2 separate regions of the Anas platyrhynchos genome follow, and region 2 is linked to region 1. Evidence: chromatin contacts called from public Hi-C data. All regions are on one chromosome and are shown on one strand. The core of a region is the stretch at or near the end of the contact, and the rest is flanking DNA. Distances in the headings are between cores, read along the strand shown. Region 1 overlaps IQCM (IQ motif containing M). Region 2 overlaps ARHGAP10 (Rho GTPase activating protein 10).

Region 1 (4,003 bases), core at 779-3,278:
ATAGATATTTTATTTTTCATTTCTCAAGATGATGAGCCAGCTGACACAATTGATAGGACACTCATGTTGAGTTGTGGCTCTTCCAGAAGGTTTCCTGTAAAACTGATCAGTGAGTATTGAGCTGTACTCAACTAAGATGATTTCTGTGTCACAAACCACTTTCAGGATATGGTATCAAAAACTTATCTGGTATTTTCAACTTGCTAAACTTTGAGATTCTTTTTTTTTTTTTTTTTTTTTTTTTTTTTTAATGACATAAAACCTAGCAGTTTTGGCTCTAAATATTCAGCTGTAAGAGCAACATCTTTTCCCAGAGATCTTGTAAGGTGTTTAAAAGCCAATGGAGTGCACTATTCTTTGGATTGTTAAAATAATTCATCAGAGTAGCAGATGTTCAACAAGTTACAAGCTGTCATGTCCTGGTGTATTATAGCTGCATGTGCAAGCCTAAAGAAGTGGACTGTTTTATACTTTTTAGCCCCTTGTGAACACATTCTCAACAATAAAATGAAACAAAATTGAGAGAACTAAACTAAAAGGGATGGACAAAGTCTTATCACATATCTAGAACATGGTGATTGTAAAAAAAAAAAAAAAAATAATAATCCTGTGTGCACAAGAACTTTCTTACTGTGATATAAAGAGCTGTCAGAAATGTATAAATAACCATAATCCAGCAAGGGCTTGATTCTGAGTAGAATGTTTTGGATGTGTTTGTGTTGTCAGATGGATGCAGTTAGCTCTCCTCCCAAGGTAGTACAGGGCTGAGGTGACTTCAGGTGCAGTACAGCACCATGTACAGCGTGGGTATGGAAAGTAGTACAACAGTGTTACTGCAGAACTGTGCCCAAGATAGTAAGTCCTTCCTTTCAGCAGTCCTTCCTTGAGTGCCATCAGGCAGAGCTGTGCTGCTTCTAGATTTGCAGATGGCACATAAAAGCCTTCTTTACGTTGCACTGTCACATGTCATAGATGTGTTAGCTTGGCTACTGCTAATTTGGGCACCTTAGTCCAAAATATAGGTACGAGAGCTAATCCCAGGACTGCCTAGATTTCCATTGATGCAGTCTGTGTCACACTTGCTTCTGGCACTGCCTAGGAATTTTAAATCCTGACAAGTCTGGGCATTTTGTTACTTGAATCTCACCACCACTAAAGTGGAAGATCCTCAGCCTCATCCACTCAGAGGCCAACACTCAGTGATGCCATGCTCAACACAAGGAGGCACATGGGCACCCTGGGTACTGTTGGTTTAATGATTGGGCTGCTTGTCTGGGGTATGAGAGACTGCAGTTAAAATATCTGTCTGATCTGGAGGCAGATCGGAGCATTAAATATTCATTAGGCCCCTGAGTGAAAAAGGGAGAGAAAATGACTGATTCTATTTCAGTAGACAAGCACTGGGGCACTTAACTGTGATATAGGAAAGTTATGGTCAGGTTCGTATTCCACTTGAAGAATTTAGGGTAAGATCAGATTGCACTTTCTATGATTTGTTTGTCTGTTCTCTCTCTGCTAAGTGTGAAATTTGTGCCTGTATTACATGTCCATGTCCTGTTCTTGCAGGTGTCTGTGGGAGTCTGCATTAGATACTGTGACAGACCACTGCCTATAGAGTCTGTTGTCATGCTTTTAATATCCATCAAAAAATCTATTTGCTCTTTATTTTTAATCAAATACTGCACCCAAACATTGTGCATATTACCACCCAAACATTGCACTGGGTTATGTCCAGCAGGTTAAAAGCTCTGTTAAATGACAGATCTCTGAAGATCTCTTAGATTCTTTTTACTTTGTTTTTTCATCTCCAGACTGAGGTCAATGCCTGTGATATTAAATGAAGTGAGTTTTGTTGAAAATCTTTAAGGATATGAGAGCATATTAAATTGGCAGATTTCCTAGTGAGGGGAATTCAGTTCAAGGTTGTAGTTCAGTAGTTAATATCCTTCAAGGGAATAACTCTGTCTATATGTACCGTCGCCTCTCCCTAGATAGCCTTGACCTTGGCAGACAGAACAGATAAACAGCTGACCAACCTGAAAAGGCTCAACAGCACTTCAGACAAACCCAGGAATTTGGACTGGGGAACTATCTTATACCACGGAAACTGTAAATGGAGCCTAAAATGCACCAAGCCAAGGACTTTCCACAGTAAATGTTGTAGGAGAGAGTGCAAAAAAGGTGTTGTTTCCAGTACCTTCCAAAAATTCTCAGCTGTGGCAGTGATACGTGAACATGGGCAGCTTCCAACCAGACTGATATACATGTAGCAGTTCTTGCATCTTTCCCGTTTGGTCTCAGAAATGTTAGCAGTGGTACAATGGTAGGTACTTGTCCTGCAAATCCTTGCTTCTGTGTATGCACAAAAATCGCCCTGGAGCAGCGGGGCGGGGGGACAGGCGTGAGGCCTTCAGGCCACGAGCAGTGGAGTTAGGAAGCTGTCCACATCGCTGTAAGGTGGGAACTGGTGAAACCGCTGACTGCCAGAAGGTGGCAGCATTGACGAGGAAAACGAACACAAAACACGAATTAAGGTAGATATTGATGCACATACTGGCTTGCATTTTTTTTTTTATATTTTTTTTTATATATTTTTTTTATTTTCTTTGAATAAAAGCATTATGGTACGAAGTTAATGGCAGTACAATAATTTAATGCAAAGCAAATGTTATTTCGGCTTTTTCTTTCTTGATGAGCTAGCCAGAGTTGAATGTTGCAGTATTGTGAAATGAGGCATGATCTTCGGAGGTGGCCACCTAAACACTGCACACTTCTAATATTTGCACGGAGTTCAGAGTTCATTTCTGGTGAATACAGTTACTAAAATCATGTTTGTGGCAAACAGACCCCCTTCTTTTGGATTAAACTTAACTTCTCACGAACATAGGCTATGGTGAGACCTGCTGGTCCAACAGCAGGCTTAATGACATGTGATTTTGTTCACATCATTGGCTCTTAGATTCACTGTAGTCTGCTTGCACTGTAGGTAGAAAGCTTTTGTATTTGCCACTACTGGATTATGATTTGTTTGGTGTTATTGATGCCTGACTTTTCAATAGTGAATGTTGAAAGCCTTGAGATTTGTGCAGAAATGGTAGAAGTGACCCCCAGCAGACTTGTTCTGTAGTTCATCCTAAACCTATTCAATGTAGACTTGCATGTGAACAATGTGCAAGTAAACAGAGCTTGCACTCTTCTACTAGGGGGAATATGGTATTTATCTAATTCTCACTGCAGCATCTTGGAACAACAAAGCATTTACGTTTATGACTGAGGTAGATGGTTGTTGAATGTAGCCTTCAGGGCATATGTACATGGAGCATAAATTTCTCTTAAAGAAAGAAACATTAATTTTGCTTTTATTGTTCTGAAAGACACTTCCTAATTGGGAGCCAGCTGTAACAGGCAGTGCATTCACTTCCAAAATTTGCAGACAGGTAACACAAACGCTTTACCATTGCATTACTCCTTTCAAACTCTTCAGTCAGTGACTTGAAAATATGTGGGTTCAAAAGACTGTTTGGGTTAATGAAATCAGGCTTTTGGATCAAATAAATAAATAAACTAGTATTTATATATTTATGGCATTTTACAAGAAACACATACAGAAATCAACCATCCTGGTTGTAATGTTACCCCCAGTTTGCAGAGTGAACTGCATGTTTGAGTGCAGCATACCCCCTCCATCTGCAAAGCACCAAAATAGTTGGCCAGCTCACCAACACAGCCTAGTGGTATCTGCCCTGTGTTCTTCTGGGCTGCACATTTTTTATGCTAGCAGAAGATGTTAAAAAAACACGTTTGTTTGCCTATAAGCAATGCCTCTCTATCCTTATGTACAATAAATATATGGTATGGAGGAAGTTCCTTACTTCCTCATTGCATCATCCCTCTATTTCCATGGTTCAAGCCTTGCATTTTGTGATGCAACATTTTACAAAGGTTCATTGAAGAGTAGTGTCTCTGCAAAATTCACCATGTTGTGGAATACCAGGACTTGTCA
Region 2 (3,973 bases), core at 722-3,221, 680 kb after region 1:
CCAGTAAGTGTAAAAGTGAAAAACATCTTAGGATATCAAATGCATCTTATCAAGATCCTCTGAGTGACAGCTAATCAGTCTTTCCATGGTCAATGGCTAAAAATGGTTAGTGTTTATCGAGGCTAATTCCAACACAGATAAACAACCATGAGAATCTGCTATATATCATTTTTATTAATCCCAGTTTGTATTTAAAAAAAAATCTTTTGCTACAATACTTTAAAGATACAGGCAGGTTTATGTGCACTAATGGAGAACTTCAGAGTGCTGTTAATATTGATTAAAGTAAGATACCAGAAATTAATATTTAGCAAGGTCATTATGACAGATTGATATGACATACAGGCCCTCAAGCCTGATGTCTTGTCATTTCTGAAAAGACAGCCTGTTTGGGGGGAAGAAAAAAAAAAGGAAGGAAAAGAAAAAGTCTTACAGGTGGCACTGAACTGACAGCAGCATATAATATAAAAGCGCTTTGTCATTCACATAATGTCTGGGGTAATGAAATGAATTCACTTTCTGGCTTCCTCCAGTTTGCCGTGCCAAAGAACACTGTGTTATCAGCACAGATGGAGCATGCATGGTTCTGGAGAAGAGCCTGGTGCAAACTGCAAACAAGCTTCTTTGCATACCAATGAATCCCTGAGAATCAGACCTTTGCTGTCAAGTGACAGGTTTGGAAGCTCTATAAAAATGAACTAATCCCAGTGGTCTTGTCTGACTGCATGTACTGTCAGTGCTCAGGACAAGAAATTGGGAAACACTGCACATCTTGCAGTCATGGCTACTACTTTGGTGAGAGATAGCAGGCAGACTAGGGATTTCATCCAGGTGCCAATACCTCTTTTTTTTATTCCCTAGGGATAGCAAAGTGTCAAGAGAACTACTGTCACCGGGATTAAAGATGCATCAAAATTTCCAGAAAGAGAAGGGGGAAAAGTTTCTGAGAATACTTTTGTGAATCAAAAATGTTAAAAGCTACACATGGCTAACTAGGTATAAGAGAGTCTAAATTGTTAGCCACAAATAAGAGTTATACTACTGAGTTTATTAAAACAAATCCTTTCTCCATCTGTCTCCCGCCTTGGCACAGACATAATTATTATTAATACGTATATTGTATTCCTCCTCTTCAGCCAAAGAGCTCCTCACCAGTAGGCTTAAACTGAATCTTATTTTGCACAGTGATCAACTAAATACACACGAAAAATCACCTGTATATCTTAGACAAGGGAGAAGAAATTTGGAAACCTCAAACAATGAAGCAATAAGTTTCAAACATTCTTAAATTTGGTACTTTGAATTTTCTGAACAGTTTTACAGAATCACACAGAATCACAGAATCTCTAGGTTGGAAGAGACCTCAAGATCATCGAGTCCAACCTCTAACCTAACACTAACAGTCCCCACTAAACCATATCTCTAAGTTCTACATCTAAACGTCTTTTGAAGACTTCCAGGGATGGTGACTCCACCACCTCCCTGGGCAGCCCATTCCAGTGCCTAACAACCCTTTCAGTAAAGAAATTCTTCCTAACATCTAACCTAAAACTCCCCTGGCGTAACTTTAGCCCATTCCCCCTCGTCCTGTCACCAGGCACATGGGAGAACAGAAAATCCACTTCACAGAACCCTAGAATGATGGAGTTGGGAGGGACCTTCTGAGATGGTCTTCTCCAACCCCCTTGCTCAAGTGGGGACACCCAGGTCTATTTCCAGGCAGCTTCTGAAGACCTCCAAGGAGGGAGACTCCACCTCTCTGGGCAACCTGGGCCAGTGCTCCATCATTCACAGACTCAAGAAGTTTTTCCTGATATTAAAGGTGTGCTTCCTGACACTTGCACAAAGCCCACGATTTACTCCTATACACCCTGTACAAGTTCTCTTAGATTCCTGTACCAACTAATCTCACTCTCTGTGCTCAACCAGGGGAGACCTTACAGTTCTACAAGTATAATTTTCATGGAGTAAAGCAAACCAGATGTGTCTCGTATACAGAACAAGTACAGATGCTTGTAACATCAAATATAGACAGCAAAACAAACATGACATAAAATATAGAAAAAATATATTGTAAAATAGAGGCATACCCATCAACAAAGTCAGAAGTCTCTGGACCTTTGAACTCACCCCCACAACTCTGTACAATCCTTGGTCATTTATACCTATTATGCAAAAGGAGAGAAAAAAAAAAAGGGGCAGAAGATCAACCACAGCAATAAGATACACAGTCAAATTTAGCATTAAAACTTTTCCCCAGACGACAAATTATCCTCAAAGTAAGACAGACTATGTACTATTTACACAGTCATGAGAACAACTTTATAAATCAAGTATTGCAAAAATCCTTTTGTTCTTCTGTGTTTTTAAGATAAGTTCACATTATGTTTTGGAAAAAGTTCCACTTCAGATACTGGGAGTAGAAGCAAACAGGGACTAATCTTTCCTTGAAAAATCACTGGCTGTTTTCAGATTTTTAAATGACACATTGAATACTTCATCGTCCACATTCAAGTAACGCAGGAACCAAACCAAAAAATGCTAAATTAAGAATTCCTTAGCAAATGTAATTTTGCTTTTTTCCAAAAACGTGGCTGACAAAAAGAGTTTGGATAAAATAAAGAAAAACTTGAGCCTATTCCCAGTCCTCAAAACCTTTTTCAAGTTTGTAAATGCTTTTCATTTAAGATATGATGTCTCATTCCAACCCACTGGGGTCCACATATGGGTTAAACCCAGAGGCAGCACCACAAGTTATTGAGATCAGTACTTCTGGCTTTGCTAAGGATGAAAAGAGTAGCCATAACCAGCATAATGTTTTCAGTCCTCTGCCATCATTCCATGTAGACACCGGACTGCCTTCCTGTCATTTCTCTATGCCCTTTCTTCCTCTCATACACATTCAAACCTGTTTTTATCCCCAGGGAAATAAAAAATATGACTATAAATTAAAGATAAATGACAGCGAGAGAAGTGGAAGGGAAGGAAAAGGGCAAAATAAGGTATGTCTTTCTGTCTGCTGCACCGTTTCAGATCCCATACTGGGGGAGGTAAAATATTACATGCCTGAAGCTGACACAGATATTTGAGAGGCCATATAATAATCATTAAACACCACCATACTCTACCTCTATATTCATAATGGCCTAGAAGAGTAGAAATAACATAAAATATCTGTTTCTACTCCAAGGAAATCTTTTCAAATAACAGATTATGAGGTATTCTTATTCAAAATATCTTTCAACAAAGGAAGACTTGTGGAGAATTCCCAGTTTCAATATCAAACTGTTTCAACCCAGAGAAGGAAAATTGAAACTAGTAATATGAGAAAAAAGCTTCTTCCTAAAGAAGTATTAGATGCAGTATATAAAAACATTAAATCTTTAATTAATTAATGTCAGACACAACCATAATACAAAGTAAAAGTACAGTGGCAAGAGCTTCACATTGTCTACCTCCCTCCTCCTGCCTGGTCTTGCTGCGTCTCTTCCTACTTCTCTCTCCCCCTGCTCTTCCTCACACCGTCTGCAGCCTCCTCAGGCATCCTCAGATCTCAGAGGACTTGCTGAACTCCTCACTGATAGCACTGAGACAGAGGGGACCTGACATGCTATGGCAGTAGTGCTACTTCTCTCAATTGCTCTGTCTGGGCAGAATCAGCCCTTTTGTTTCCCCGAGATGCCAGTGCCACTCTACTAATGCTGAGCCTTAAGGCAGATGTCATGTTCAGAGCTGGCTTTAAATTAACAGAATATGCCAGATCTCCAGCATTTCATCTGCAGCCATCAAAAAACACAGCTCTGGAATATGCTCAAAATTTAGCTCTGTGCAGCAGAAGGAACCACAATAAACAGTTATGTGGCCACAATGCTATTCTTCTCAGAATATGAAGTTATCAAGTCACACAAATAAGTTTTCCAATGCGGAACAACAGTGTGATGGTATGCTATACAAGCCTTGCAGACTGCCAACA

Evidence for each region. A called contact is a pair of places that touch in the nucleus more often than the background predicts.
Region 2: a contact with region 1 is called in a Hi-C map of subcutaneous adipose tissue, with 4 times the contacts expected there. The contact joins two enhancer-like sites. A contact is called at or near these places in 2 of 8 Hi-C or Micro-C datasets (liver and subcutaneous adipose tissue).

Annotation. Positions count from the first base shown.
Region 1 is chr4:36,583,958-36,587,960 of IASCAAS_PekinDuck_T2T, forward strand. The region is part of intron 4 of IQCM (IQ motif containing M); the gene reads left to right. Among named protein-coding and RNA genes, the nearest start is that of IQCM, 49 kb to the left of the region's middle. Within about 2 kb of position 2,029, at least 4 of the 8 cell types and tissues checked have an H3K27ac peak or open chromatin away from gene starts, as enhancers often do.
Region 2 is chr4:37,261,585-37,265,557 of IASCAAS_PekinDuck_T2T, forward strand. ARHGAP10 (Rho GTPase activating protein 10) reads right to left here. Exons shown (of 24, transcript XM_027456676.3): 15 at 2,091-2,165. Among named protein-coding and RNA genes, the nearest start is that of ARHGAP10, 81 kb to the right of the region's middle. Within about 2 kb of position 1,972, at least 3 of the 8 cell types and tissues checked have an H3K27ac peak or open chromatin away from gene starts, as enhancers often do.